2 separate regions of the Manis pentadactyla genome follow, and region 2 is linked to region 1. The links are chromatin contacts, called in public Hi-C maps. All regions are on one chromosome and are shown on one strand. Each heading gives the region's core, a stretch centred on a gene start, on an enhancer-like site or on the middle of the called end of the contact. The rest is flanking DNA. Distances are from core to core; before and after follow the strand shown.

Region 1 (7,201 bases), core at 3,114-5,613:
AGTATAAGTCCTTAAATTCTCTACTGTCTGGTACACTTCGGGGTGGTGCACCTCTCATGTCTTCTTCCTTGTCCCCCTCTGCCCATCCGCCCACAGGTGTCCATACTCACATGCTACATATACAGACACAAGCTCTCATATTCCTCACCTGCTTCTCTTCAGAAAAGAGTGTTTTCCCCCTAATTCTGTCTTGTTTTGCATCTTCCCACACTCCCTTTCTCAACTAAAAATGTGATGATGTTACTCCCAGCTGTAAAGCCTTTTGATGGCCCCACGACCATCCTCTAAAGCCTTTATTCTATTCTCACCACCCCTGCAATCATGTCCACATCAGAGCCTATAGAGGACTAGAGGACATCATTTCCCACACTTCATACACTAGTACCATATACTTTATTTGAAATACTCTTATCTCTCATCTTACCCCTCACCTACCCTTCTTTGAGTTTCTACTCAAACTACAAAACAGCTGATAGGCCAATTCCTCCCTCAAGACTGGCCTAGTTTTTCAAAGAAAAAAAATAAACTACTTATTCACCAGTGCCACGTGTCCTTCATTATTTAAAACCATAGACATCAATTAAGCAATTACTGCTCTAGCAACAGTATTGACCCATAGTGAGTTCTCTGCAAACACTGTTGCTGTCCCTTGCTCTCTGCCAGTAGAGCAATAAGCATATCACATGGATTACCCCAAATGCACTCAACCATAGCACTATGACACATAATACTTGTGGAGGACACACTGAAGTTTGAAATACCGAAGCTTGAAAGAAAGTATTTGGAAGTTGCACAGAAAAGCCTGATGTTTTCGCTGTCAAGAACCCTTTCCATATGGCACTACTTTACTCTTAGTAATTTTTTGTAGCATTTTTTTCTGATTCTTAACTCTGTTATCTCTAATCATGGTTCTGTCAAAATCAAATATATCTCTCTTAATACTCACACCAACTAAGCTAAAGGGAACTGAAGTACAAAAGCGAAGAAGTACCACATACATGAAAAATTTGTGCCAAAAAAAAAAAAGTGATGCAGGAATCAAAATTAGTGTCAAGAGTCCCTGGATCAGACCAAGGTTGCAGTCAGTGATTAAATGTTGCATAGTATCAAGCTCTATGGCCTCATGTAACAACAACCGTTGCCATTTCCTGGAGATATAACAGGACCTGCTCCCAACAGGGGGCTTGAATGGGCACCCCCACCATTTGTCTCTGGAGTTTTCTTCCCTTTATGCATCTACAAACGACCAAGCACTGCCCTAAGAAGCATTTATTTAGAATATTATGTAAGTTTACAATACCTCAAATACATTAACCTCACCCATTAGGATTCAGTGTGAAGAAGTTTAGGAAACCTTTGTTCTGGTCTCTGGTCTTTTGGTTTATGTATGTTTCAGTCATAAAAGACATAATTGCTATCACATCCTATTTTATGGTGACCTCTCATTGGCCTCTGTCATTTCCCTGCAGTTTTGTCTCTCTCATTAGGTTTTATTTCAAAATGTTTGCCTATAATTCTTTTTCTTGATCAGATTTGCAAGAGGATTTCAAATTACATTGATTCTTCCAAAAAAATATTTTGAATGTTTTTAACTTTTATTTTTATAATGCAAAAAATATATATTCATATACTTTTTGCCACTTCCCCTAATTCTTTTTTGTATTATTTTCTAAATTCCTGAGTTTAATGATTTTCCAGGGAGTCTTTGTCATTGATGGACCCTTTAGGGGGAATATGGTTAGATTCCATGAATTGTAATAACCTACTAAGTGATATGTATATTTTCCCAAAAGAAAGTTCACAGCTTTCCTTCTCAGAACACTCTGAAAATTAATAACCATTTACTGAATTTATATCAATTCTTTTATTTAAAAAATAAAAGTCTGCATTCATCCACTTGGAGGCAGTATAGCTCCATTTGGAATCATGGTCTACAGAAAGAAACTGAACAACCCTTCACAGGAATTTGGTCTAACCCATCACCCTACTGAAATACCTTTCCAAAAGACTACTGCTAACATTTACATCACCAAATTGAATAGATGTTTTCCGGTACTCATTATTCTGAGCATCTGAGCAGCACTAAACTGGTGACCTCCCCTGCCGGAGTCCAGCTCCAGCCGAGGTGTGGGTCATGAAGGAAAGGACAGCGTCGGCGAGTGAGATGAGTGAGGAGACGAAACACCCAGTTAAGGTTGTAACATCTCCTGACATCAAGTAGCAGGGTTTTTATTTTTATATCTTTTTAAGGTTTACATAATGTTACACATTTTCTTTGATCATGGATGGTACAATGTTTTTTCCTTTCAGTTTTTGTATAATTCTGGCTCATTACAGATGTTATCATTTTTTTGAACAGCTTTCTTGTAACATTTGATGTTTAACTTTCCCTTAACCTTTTTGGCCAGAGATGTAGGTTACGTGCTAGGAGCTAGACAGGAAATGGCGTAAGACAGTGTGTGGGCTAAGCGTGTGGGCTGATTTTTACTTATAAGCATGTAAGATTATATAGAGTTTAAGATATGTGTCTAAGGCTATGTAAAGTTTAAGCAGGTTATATAAAATGCAAGCTATATGTCTTCTGGTTATTAAATGTAGTATTAATTAAATCTTATCCTACACATGTGGGTTTAGGCTTATATCTAAAGTCTAGGGATGGCACTCCTATCACCCATTCAACATTCTTACAAATAAAATAAAAACACCTTATTCTTTCATAATATTCATTCCACAATTTCAGATGTTTATACTTTTCCTCTTGTGTCCACAGGCACCAGAGCCTTGCAGTCTTCTTTAATCTTTCATATAATGACGCTAAATCTGCTCTTACTACCTTACCATTATAATAATATTTTATCATTAATTTATTATAAACTTTTATATATGGGATATTATAAATATAAATTTTCCTATTTTGCTCATAAATTCTTTCTATAAGGGGTAGATACCAGAGGTATCTTCTAATATTATAAGCAACATAAGGGGGACCCTGGGCAGTGGGGACTACTAATCTTTATTACTTTGCTGTTTCATATAAATTTCTTGGAAAAATGGGTTTTTCTATGGGGGTTTTTCTATGGCCCAGTTTACCATAACTCCTGGTTAATCATGTTTCAATTGTTACAAAAGGAGGAACAAACTGCATCTAGTTTTGAGAGGCCTGGGTTCTGCCTCACTTCTTTGTGGCAGTATGCCGGAACAGTTGGTTCTGTAATATTGCTTTCATTTCTGGAATTGCTGCTTTGATCAATATTTTGGGTTATGTTATTTACTAAAGATTAAGAAATCTTAAATACATAAGATTTCCCATATATGAGCCCAATCACCAACATCATAACTGCAAAAATAAGTGCGGGAATTAGCAGGGGCCAGCTATGAGGTTTCCTGTTCTCAGGATTCCTCCTCGTGCCTGGACCTTGTCAAACAGCATGAGCAGCATGGCCCACGCCACACCCCCTTTACCTTTTTGGCCTCTGATTCCCATTTTCATTGTTTTCCACCCACTTATCTAGGCAGTCCTTCACAGTTTTTGGGTTTTCTTTTCTCCCACACCTACCCAAGTGCTAAATTTTACATTTCTCTATAGATATGTCTTCGACCTTCTTCCTTTCTCACCCTGAATTCTAGCTTACATTGTCAACGTCAACTTCTAGGTTCTCAGCTACCATCCATATGCCTATTCTCCTGGCAGGGTTCTTCTCTGTCCTTTGGGGCCTCATATCCATGTGCTCAGTTGTCATTTCTCTTGGGCAGCTCCTATGAACATCAAACTCAATGTGCACAAAACAAACCTGTGATCTTTCTCCCAGAGTCTCCTCCCACTCTAATGTTCCAGACAAAACAACCATCACTATGAGCCACCGAATTGCACAAACAAGACACCCGGACATTGTCATGCTTCCCTCTATCAATAATATTTCCATCCAACTGAATAGAGATAAGTGGTCAGCTGAATCTTATTTTCCTGTGTGTCAACTATAAGATGAACTAAAAATGTCTCTGGGTTTGACATATTGATGAGAGAAGTTTCAGCTGGTAAATGCATATGTGTAAGTTTAAATGAACATATACATATATACAAGAGTTAGTGGAATCCATAGTATAAGGTTTCAGAAAGCATAAAGCTAAACTTTAGTGCATAGTGGCAGGTATGAGAGTTGAAAAAACAAGGTCGGTTTAATTAGATATTTATAGCAGAAGAACCTGTAATTCTGCGTGTTAGTGCTCTGGCTGGGGCATCGCTCAGGGGCAGTATAAAAACCAAGCCTGACATATAATTGCATACTAAATTGAGCAGACAATGACTCTATAGAAGTAGCACACTGATGGGATTCTACTGTGGAACTCGCATATTTTGGTTTTCCATTCAAAGAGCATGTCTGAGGAGACTAACACCACCCAAGACCCCTTCTACTTCATCCTCATGGGCATCCCTGGATTTGAGGCCTCCCACATCTGGATCTCCATCCCCTTCTGCTGTCTCTACGTCACCTCCATCCTGGGCAACACCACCGTCCTCGCTGTCCTCCGCAAAGAGCCATCCCTCCACCAGCCCATGTACCTGTTTCTCTCCATGCTGGCCCTGACTGACCTGGGTCTCACCCTCACCACCCTGCCCACCGTCATGCAGCTCCTCTGGTTCAACACTGGTCAGATCAGCTTTGAAGCTTGCTTTGCACAGTTATTTTTCATTCACACATTCTCCTTCATGGAATCTTCTGTGCTCTTGGCCATGTCCTTTGACCGCTATGTGGCCATCTGCCGCCCCCTCCATTATGCCAGCATCCTCACCAATGAGGTCATCGGCAAGATTGGGTTAGCCATTGTCTGCCGCTGTGTTCTGGCTGTTCTTCCCTCTCTTTTCCTCCTCAAGCGCCTGCCCTTCTGCCGCTCCCACCTTCTGTCTCACTCATACTGCCTCCACCAGGATATGATTCGCCTGGTGTGTGAGGACACGCGGGTCAACAGCTGGTATGGACTTGCTCTGGTTTTGCTCATTATTGTGATGGACCCTCTGCTCATTGTGCTCTCCTATGCAATGATTCTGAGAAGTGTCCTGGGAGTAGCCTCCATGGCTGAGCGGCGCCGGGCCCTCAACAACTGCCTGTCCCACATTCTGGCTGTGCTGGTGCTTTATGTCCCCATGGTTGGGGTATCTATGACTCATCGATTTGCCAAGCATGTCTCTCCACTGGTCCATGTTATCATGGCCAGTGTCTACCTGTTGGCACCTCCTGTGATGAACCCCATAATTTACAGTGTAAAGACTAAGCAGATCCGCCAGGGAATTACCAGCCTCCTTTCCCAAAAAAACATGCATTTAAGGTAAAAGAATGGATTTGTTAGATTTTACAGGAGGTAGAGTCATAGGCTTACAGGGAGAGTACAGTCAGAATTGGGAAATGGAGACTATAAAATAAAACCCCATCCTATTTTTAAGACAGTATGACATGGTTTTGGCTTTTGGCATGCCTCTGTCTGGGAGGAGCTAACAGCAAACATTCCATCCAAAAGAGAGGCAGACCTGAGTTGATTAAATTCTAGCACCTTTACCAGCCAGTGGGATGAGCTTCATCGACTGAGTAAAGACCCATTTAAGTTTTGTCTTCATTTCTAGATATCTTCTTTCCCATGGCACGGTTAAAATAAGTCTGAAGGAAAGCCTTCGTTTTGCTCTCATCACCCACTCCCTTGGGCAGCTCCGCTTGGGCACTCAGGAGAACCAGCTCCATCGCCCTGACATCTCCTCCTGTGTAGGTGTGCTCTGACTTCCTTTTGCAAAAGAGTGATAAAACTTTAAAAGAGAATGGATACAAACCAAGTTTCTCAACTATTCAGGTTTACCTAATTAACACCTGTAATGATTTGAGCAGACAAAATGAACACATGCCAAGTCTAAAGATTGGGGTTGGGTGGTTAGATTCCCAACAGCCAGAGTAAGGCTCCTTCCTTGCTAGAGGTCCTTAGCATTTAGAATTAAAATGTCAAGGAAGTCTACAGGTGATATTTGTGAAAACAGGAACTCATTTTTCTGACCAGAACAGACTTTTGTTTTTAAAACCTTAATGTCCTTAATGTGGTTCATATTCTTCGGGCAGGTTCCCTTTGGCATCATGGATTACATGCTAAAAAATTTGTGATAGAATGGGCATGACCTTAATGATCATAAAGATAATTTTGTGGAAACCAGGTAGGCTCTCTCAAAAATATCCATTTGAAGCACAGCCATAATTTGGGGTCACAGCTTTTAATTACTGAACTCATAGTGCAGAGAGTCAATTGTAGGACCAACTTAGATTTAGATCAAAATAGGCAGGCTTCAGTGGGAGCATAGTGGGAGGGAGGATTGGGAGGTGAAAGGAAGGGAGCAAATGGGGAAAGGGTATATCTCTCTCCACCAGTATCCTTTTCCTCCCTTATTTTCCTATTTCTATACCAGAGTCTAAAAGTTAGCATGCTTATCTAGAGAAGCATGAGTCAACTGGCATAGGGAAATACATTGCAGAATGGGAAACGAATGCAGTCTCAGAGTAAGGAAAACTAGGATCAGGAATTCAAGTATTAAAAAAACAGTCAAGGAAATAGGTAAGAATATGGACCAAAGGAGACTTTTCTTTCAATGCATGGTATAAGGTTGAGAATCTCCCAAAACAACATTAGGGTAAAATAAACCTTGGGTTGTGCCAGTGTCTGAAGGGAACACATGACACCATTAATGATCTCTTTTTTTATCTTCATTACTAATTGTTTGACTTTCTTTTACCAGCTTATTAAACTCCCTGAGATTTATTTTTTGGATTTCTAAGACTTGGATAATAATATCGATCTCATAAGGCTACTGAGAGTTTCAAATGAAACACAGTGTGTCTTCCATTACTCCTAGGCTTAACAGGTGCTCCACTTCTGTGAATTCTTTTCTCCTTCTCCCTTCCAAAAAGTTACACTGCAGATTATGTATAGGAACATTTATGAGGACAACTGTGATTTCAACCCTTGTAAGAAGGGAATTAGGAAGGCTAAATGGTAATTGTCCGCATGTACAGCTGCTCCCCGCTTCTGCCCTAAAGACTTCCCTGGATGGGGGTGGGTGGGCGCTGAAGGTTGAAGTGACAGCAAAACTAGCTTCATGACAATGAGATCCACCAATGTCATGGTTGAATTGTGTCCCCGAAGAAATTTATATGTTGAAATTCTAATCTGT
Region 2 (7,201 bases), core at 1,473-3,972, 230 kb after region 1:
CAGTGAACCTCAGAGAAGATAAAAACAAATAAAGCTATGCCTCATGCATCATGATCAAACTGAAAATTAAGAGAAAAAAAAATCCCAAAAGCAGCCAAAGGAGGCAGGGAAGTAAAATACAAACAGGTAATCAAGACTCATACCTCTTCTTCTAACTGTTAAGTATGTAATGTTATCTATGTGTATACATACCCTTGGACAGTAGTTAAATATGATTTAAAACCCTGAAATTATAGACTTATGAAAACCTGGGGATGCATATAGTTTTAACATAATCCTTTTCATAAAAAACAAAGCTTTATAAATCATAGGTACATTATTAATTATGAGTATGTTCCCGTTGAACATGGGTTTAACATTCATTAAAAGGCTAAATTAGGTGGGAAAAGCTTGTGTATCAGAGCATGTGGAATAAAGCAGGAGAGAAGAGGAGCAGGAGGAAGGGTGGGAGATGGGATATGGTTTAGGGACCCAGCCCATTTGGGAGGAGGGTGGGGCTGGCGGAGACAGCTCTGTCCCTGGAGCCCTAGTGTGCTTCCCTCAAGGGTTCCATGAAAGAGGATAAAACGTCCAGCTCCTGAGCCACAACAGCTAAATTTTATTACAGATCTCAGATTTCATGCCTACATCTTTCTGAAGTCTCAGGCTAAGTCTGGTAAGTGGATTAGACATCTGGGGTGGGGTGGGTCCAGGATCAAGGTAAAGACTGGCTAGTGCTGTGTCCCAGACAGGCCAGAGGCCACAGGACCCTTGGAGACTATGGATGTGTGAGCACACAGAATGGTAAAGACCAGCAGTCTGGGTGGGTATGGCAGAAGTGGAGGGCGAGGTCTAGGGATGGAGGGGGAGAGCAGTGGAAGTTACTGATGTGTGGCAAATAGCTGAGTCTTTCAGTAATCGGCAAGTGCTCTACAGACTAGAAAAGGGAAAACAGAAAACACATTTACTTAAGACTGTGGACCACTCTTGGAAACACATGGAAAAACCCTGAGAACTGGCAGGGAATTGTGGTCACCTCTGCTGAGCCAGACATTGGAGGGGGCTCTTGGGAGGCAGCCAGGACATCTGAGAAGGTGTGAGAACTAGGAACCCTTTTCCTCCTCAGAAAGAAAAATCAAGGCCACCAAGAGAGGGAACTGGAGTGGAAGAAATGTTAAAGAGCATAGATTTATCTTAGCCACTGAGCTAGATGTTTTAAGATACTCCTTCATTTAATATCCTCAGAAACCTCATGAAGAGGGTGTTTTATTATTTGCCACCATTTCTTCATTCTGATGAAAATGGGATTGGACATGGCTGTCTTCTCAGAAGGTGCCTTCTGAGCCCATTACACTGGAATACTTTACTAACCTATCTGCTTACATATCCACCATTCTCTCAAGCCATAAACCCAGTTAGGACTTGAGAACATGCCTGAAAGAGTCACTGCTCAAAATATACTTGCTGAATGATGAGGCTCATGAGTAAAATATACTAGGAAGTAAATGATGAAAGTACCTGTTAGTTTCTATCAACAGAAGAATCTTCCAAATATCAAGTTCTGACCGCCTCCCCACTAATAATGCCTATTTTTTCCAATTTCAGCCCTTTCTCAGCTTAGCTCCCTGAGATGTGTGCAGCAGAAAGATCTCAGGCACACAAGCCCCGTCTGCTACCTCTGAAAGCTATCTTAGTGCTCTTCGCAGGTAAGCAAGGTATATGTGGCAAAATCAGAGAGATTTCAAACTCATTCCTATCAATTACTAGTTATGAAATTTGGTGAGTCTTTCACATTCTCTGAGTCTCACTTTCTTTAGATGTAAAGTGGAGATAGCACACACCTCCCAGAGTGCACATCTGCACCCTATAGGGAGAATATATAAAGTGACATGTGCAATGTGCATACTATAATCCTTGGCATAAAATGATGCTTAATAGATATTAGTTTAATTTCTTGTGACTGTATTACATTCAGATCTATTCTATTCCTGGCACACAGCTGGCCTTTTAACATTCAGTCTTTTCAGTCCATGACTGTTCCAATAAACCTTCAAAGGTGATCGTTCTAAACTAATAGCTTCAAGACAACTAATAGCTCCCCCTGTGTAAAGGTTGGAATTCTAAGTGTGAAGTTGGGATCAAGGCCCTTCACCATCAGGAAAATGCCTGTCTGACCCTCACCTGCCCTCTTCAGCACCCCCTGTGCACCTGTCACCCTGAGCTGGAAACATATCACATACATCCTGTGCGTTGATCTGTATATTCACCTTTTCATATGCTGCCTCCCTTCTCTTCATTCTTCACTTTATGATAAGCTAGTCTATTCAAGGTCAAGTTCAAGTACCACCTTGTCGTAGTCTCTGCAGGTATGCATAATGGTTTCCTCTGTATATACATAATCCTGTTGGAAAGTGAAATACATACAATAGTATCTTATTTTGATTAGCTGGAGATAAGTGTAATTGGCTGTCACTCACATGAGCCCAGATCTTATCCTTTCATCTCTGCATATTTTCTGTTATTTGCATGTTTAAAGGAGTGGAGTGTATGAGATATGCAAAAGCTTTGGTGAGTTCACAAAGATATTAACATCTTTTTTTTTTTGGTATCATTAATATACAATTACATGAGCAACAAGGTATTAATATCTTAATATAATTCTTCACAAGAGTATATTTGAAAGAATATGTATTTTCCTCCCTCTATGTACAGGAAGTGAGGTCCCAGATCATCTGCGGCAGGCATGACTTCCTTAAACCACACTGGGGTTAGCCACACAGTCTTCCGCTTGCTGGGCATCCCTGGCCTTGAGGACCAGCACATGTGGATTTCCATCCCCTTCCTCATTTCCTATGTCATCGCCCTGCTTGGGAACAGCCTGCTCATCTGCATCATCCTCACAAAGCGCAGCCTCCATGAGCCCATGTACCTCTTCCTCTGCATGCTGGCTGGAGCAGACATTGTCCTCTCCACATGCACAGTGCCTCAGGCCTTGGCCATCTTCTGGTTCCATGCTGGGGAGATCTCCCTGGGTCGCTGCATCACTCAGCTCTTCTTCATACACTCCACCTTCATCTCTGAGTCAGGGATCTTGCTGGTGATGGCATTTGACCGCTACATTGCCATATGCTACCCACTGAGATACACCACTATTCTTACACATGCACTGATTGGGAAAATTAGTGTGACCATCTTTCTGAGAAGTTTTTGTACACTTTTTCCCATCATATTTCTCGTGAAAAGACTGACTTTCTGCCAAAATAATGTTATTCCACACACCTTTTGTGAACATATTGGCTTGGCCAAATACGCTTGTGATGACATTCGGGTGAACATCTGGTATGGGTTTTCCATCCTAATGTTAACAGTGGTTTTAGATGTTGTGCTAATATTTGTTTCCTATGTGCTGATTCTCCATACTGTCTTCAATATCCCTTCCCGAGAAGCTCGACACAAAGCTCTCAACACATGTGGCTCCCATGTCTGTGTCATCATCTTCTTTTATGGGCCTGGGATCTTCACAATCCTTACTCAGCGGTTTGGACGCCACATTCCACCTCATACCCACATCTTGTTGGCTAATGTCTGCATGCTTGCTCCACCTATGCTGAATCCCATCATTTATGGGGTCAAGGCCAAGCAGATCCGGGAGCAGGTGGTTCACATGTTGTTTACAAAGCAGAAATCACTTTGGTCTAAGAACTGAGCTTCGGGATCTCTAGCTATCTGTGAAATGGTCCGTGGAAGTGGTGGGTGGGTGGGGTCAGCTAAAACACTAGAAAGAGTTCAGGGAGTTCTGTTTCTGAGGCAAGTTCACCAGGGATGTTGCAGGACTTAACTCCTACTACAATATCCCATTGTCAGAACAACCTGAGAGGGCAGCGCCTCATCTGACTGAGCAAGCCACCTCGCCAGGACCCGGGGGCAGGATGGACTGGTTTTCAGAAGTCATTTATCCTAATGACCCCAGCATGAGCTTTAGAAGTAGATGAAGTGAGAACAGGGCTCTGGCCTCCTCTCCTCACTGAGCTTCTCCAGCTCTGACATCTTGTGACATCTCTAGACAATCACAGACAAGCCTCTAGTCCTTCTGTCCTCCATTCTAGCTAAATGACAGTCTTAGAATCAGTGGCTCCTAGGCTTGACAGATATTAAACTTTCTCCTTGTTGTAAGGATGGAAGTAGTGATCTTCAAGTTCTAAAACTGCACTTATTTGATATTCTTTTCTAAATCTGCCGTAATTCTCTTTCACTGGAAACTCTTTTCTTTCTTTGGCCAGCTAGTTCTCCATTTTTCAGAGTGCTTGTCCTCATTAGCACTTTTGAGTGACAGAGGACTACTCAGCGGTACTGAGATGGGCTCCCCAGTCAGGAAGGAAGTAGGGCCTGTCCTGTGCCTCCAGTGAGGCACAAGGTCAAATGGTGTTGCAACACTTCCCTGGGTCTTCTGGCATTTTTCATTGCCAGCTATCCCTTGTGTACTTCTGAACTGAGGCAAATAGAATTAATGGACTACTTGATGATGCAGTTTCTGCACTCATCCCTTCTCTGGCAGCAATTTTTCAGTCCCCCATCTCCTGTGACGTTTGGTGAGGGAAGCGATTCCAAATCGGGCACCTCCAGTCTCTCTCCGTGTTGACACAGCACTTTCTCCAGCTCTCATCGCTGGGAAGAAGGAAATGGGTTTCTGTCTGTTTACCTTTGACCCCAGCATGCAGGTCATCCCATGGCTTCAGGGCCTGACGTTCTGGCTTAGGAGAAACAGCCTGCATTCTTTTGAATTATTATCAAGTAACTCTCAGAGACATTCAGGCCTTCCATTCTTGGAAATTCTCTGGTTCCCAGTTCAAGATGAGAAGCTGGTTACAGAGGATATAGGACAAAATGCCAAAAACATAAAAAGATGTGCACATAAGGGTCATCACCTTTTTAGCAGAGCCTCCTGGACATAGCAATGGCACCCTCTGCTGTCCAGACTTATGTTTTCAGGAAAAGACCAGAGAAGGGATCTGAATTTGAAATGAAAAAACCAGTAGGTACCAAGTGTGGATTTTCATCCCCTAGGAATCAGTTCTAGGGCTTTCTCCTTCCCGTGATCTCTGGAAGTATATGTGGCCATCGTGCCATCTTGTACTTCTGGGGCCTTAGGACTGTGCTGGGTCATAATTAGGGATGTGGTGTCCACAGTAGAAAGTTTGGATGGGCTCAGGCATGAGGTACCTTCAATCTGCAGGACTGTTCTTGGATGATGAGAAAACAGCAGTATCCAGAGCCATCACCAGATGGAGATCAGAAATTTCTCAACCCCGAAACCCAAGATCCTCCCTGGAATAGACACAGAATCTGCACCCATTTGTATGAGACTCTGGTGGCCTTCTGTTTTGCCTGCAGATGATGTGGGCACACACCTGACCCTGACTCCAACCCCACATCTGGTTTTTTCTTGTTGTTTTAATAGCACCCACAACTGTTTTCCCTCCATAGTGGCCCGAGCCATGCCCCTGCCAGCTCAGATGACTCTCCTCTAGTCTCCCCTAGGTGGGAGGAAAAGGATGGTTTTTCTCCCAGACACCTTGCCTGCGGGTTTTGCCCCGGGAAAGTTCACTATGGATTAGGAGAGACTGAGAAATGACAACAGAATGTTCTTGGGATAAAAGGGCTTATACCCGGCTTTATTCTCACGGCGGTAGGTGGATCACCCCATGGCTACTAGGTTCACATCTGTATCCAGCAGTCTGCAGGTCCGTAATCCACCTCCGTCTCTGCCTCCACCCAGAGTAGAGCTCTTTATATAGTGTCTCAGTCAGTAATAGCTCATTGCCTAGGGTGTGGGTGCATTATCCTAGAAGTAGGCTAATTACATCATCTAGTAGCTTATTCAGGTGAGGACCCTGGCCGTAGGCGCTTCCATTTTCCCTGCACCTGGGTTACTTTCCCTCTGAGACCATACAGGTAAGGTCTGTGTCCTAAGTGTTTCAGTTATTTCTGAGAAAATCAGTCTTAACAAAAAAGTGTGTGTGGTGGGGGGAAATACTTATAGCAAATAAATACATTCTTTTTCTACCAAACATGCTGTTATGCCAAGTGGTCACCTTTAACAAACTCATGCAAGTTTAGAATTTAATTGAACATGGGCTATGAGTGCATTATAGTTGTTGAATATGTGATAGGAAAGCCAAAGTAAACAGGGTGCTTTATAGGTGACATCTGTGGCCCTCATGTGCTCTCAGAGGCCTCAGGTTTCCCCCTTCAGTCAGTAAATGTGCCACTTGGCACTGCTGAGTATGAAAGGTCCGGCAGGTCTCCTTCACTCACTGACGGGCTGGAGCAGCATGTGTGGGGCCTGAGGTCTGAACGTCTGCACAGTGCTGTGCTAGCTGGCCCTATCAGCAGTGTCGCTCACCCCTTCTCTTCTGAGTCATTCACTCCTTAACTGCCACCAGCTAGTGCCATGTGTGGAGGCACCTGCGGCAGTGTGCACTCTTCCACAAAGCTGCGCCATGGATTTCAGGTTTGGGAGGCCATCCAAGCGCCTTCTTGTCTTCAGTTGCTGTCTTCCCTCATATAGAGAGATTTGCCTTTTGAAAGAATGCAGTAGCATATAAAATATATGAATATAAACTTCAGTAGAAGGAGCAAGTGATCATTTTACAAGAGGCAAAAGGGAGCACAGTGAATGAAATTGTGAATGAAAAGTAGCTCATTAATTTAATAATTGAAATATTTAACAATATTACACAGTTCTGTGCTAATAAGCCTTAGAAGCTTTGTGAAGTAATCCTGTTACCAAAAAAAAGTGCTGAATATTCAAAAAACAGCAAGACAGTTTCACAACAAAATAAAATTAAAGGAAGTACAAAATTATCTTCCATGTGCATTGGGCCTTAGGTGCGCTGATCCTTGGGGAGACACGGGCTTCTGAATTAGTTCTGCAAGTAGAGGCTGGCAGAGAAAGGAGCCCTGTGGCTTTGCTCTGGGGAAGTGTGGGAACTACGGGGATTCGATGGGAGTAAAGCCAGAGGGATCTGGGAAAGCTGGCACTTCACCCCTGTGCTGGTGTCTCTGTAGCTGGTGTCCTTATCATCCAGATAATTCCCCAGCTCTCTGCCTGTATAAGCCTTGCTGATGTGATCCTCACCTATCTCTTGTGGCCTGTCTTCTGTTCACCTAGAGCTCCACACCCAGTCCCAGGGAACTATTTGCAGGTTCCTGAATATACCAA

Evidence for each region. Hi-C and Micro-C count contacts between places; a contact is called where the count stands out from the background.
Region 2: a contact with region 1 is called in a Hi-C map of skin fibroblasts, with 16 times the contacts expected there. The contact joins the promoter of LOC118933045 here to the promoter of LOC118933132 in region 1. A contact is called at or near these places in 2 of 3 Hi-C or Micro-C datasets (fibroblasts and skin fibroblasts).

What each region holds. Positions count from the first base shown.
Region 1 is chr9:44,773,254-44,780,454 of mManPen7.hap1, forward strand. It overlaps LOC118933132 (olfactory receptor 51Q1), which reads left to right and starts at 4,364. Exons shown (of 1, transcript XM_036927108.2): 1 at 4,364-5,329. The coding sequence starts at 4,376. The coding sequence ends at 5,329.
Region 2 is chr9:45,009,523-45,016,723 of mManPen7.hap1, forward strand. LOC118933045 (olfactory receptor 52B4-like) reads left to right here and starts at 2,723. Exons shown (of 1, transcript XM_036927014.2): 1 at 2,723-3,685. The coding sequence starts at 2,723. The coding sequence ends at 3,685.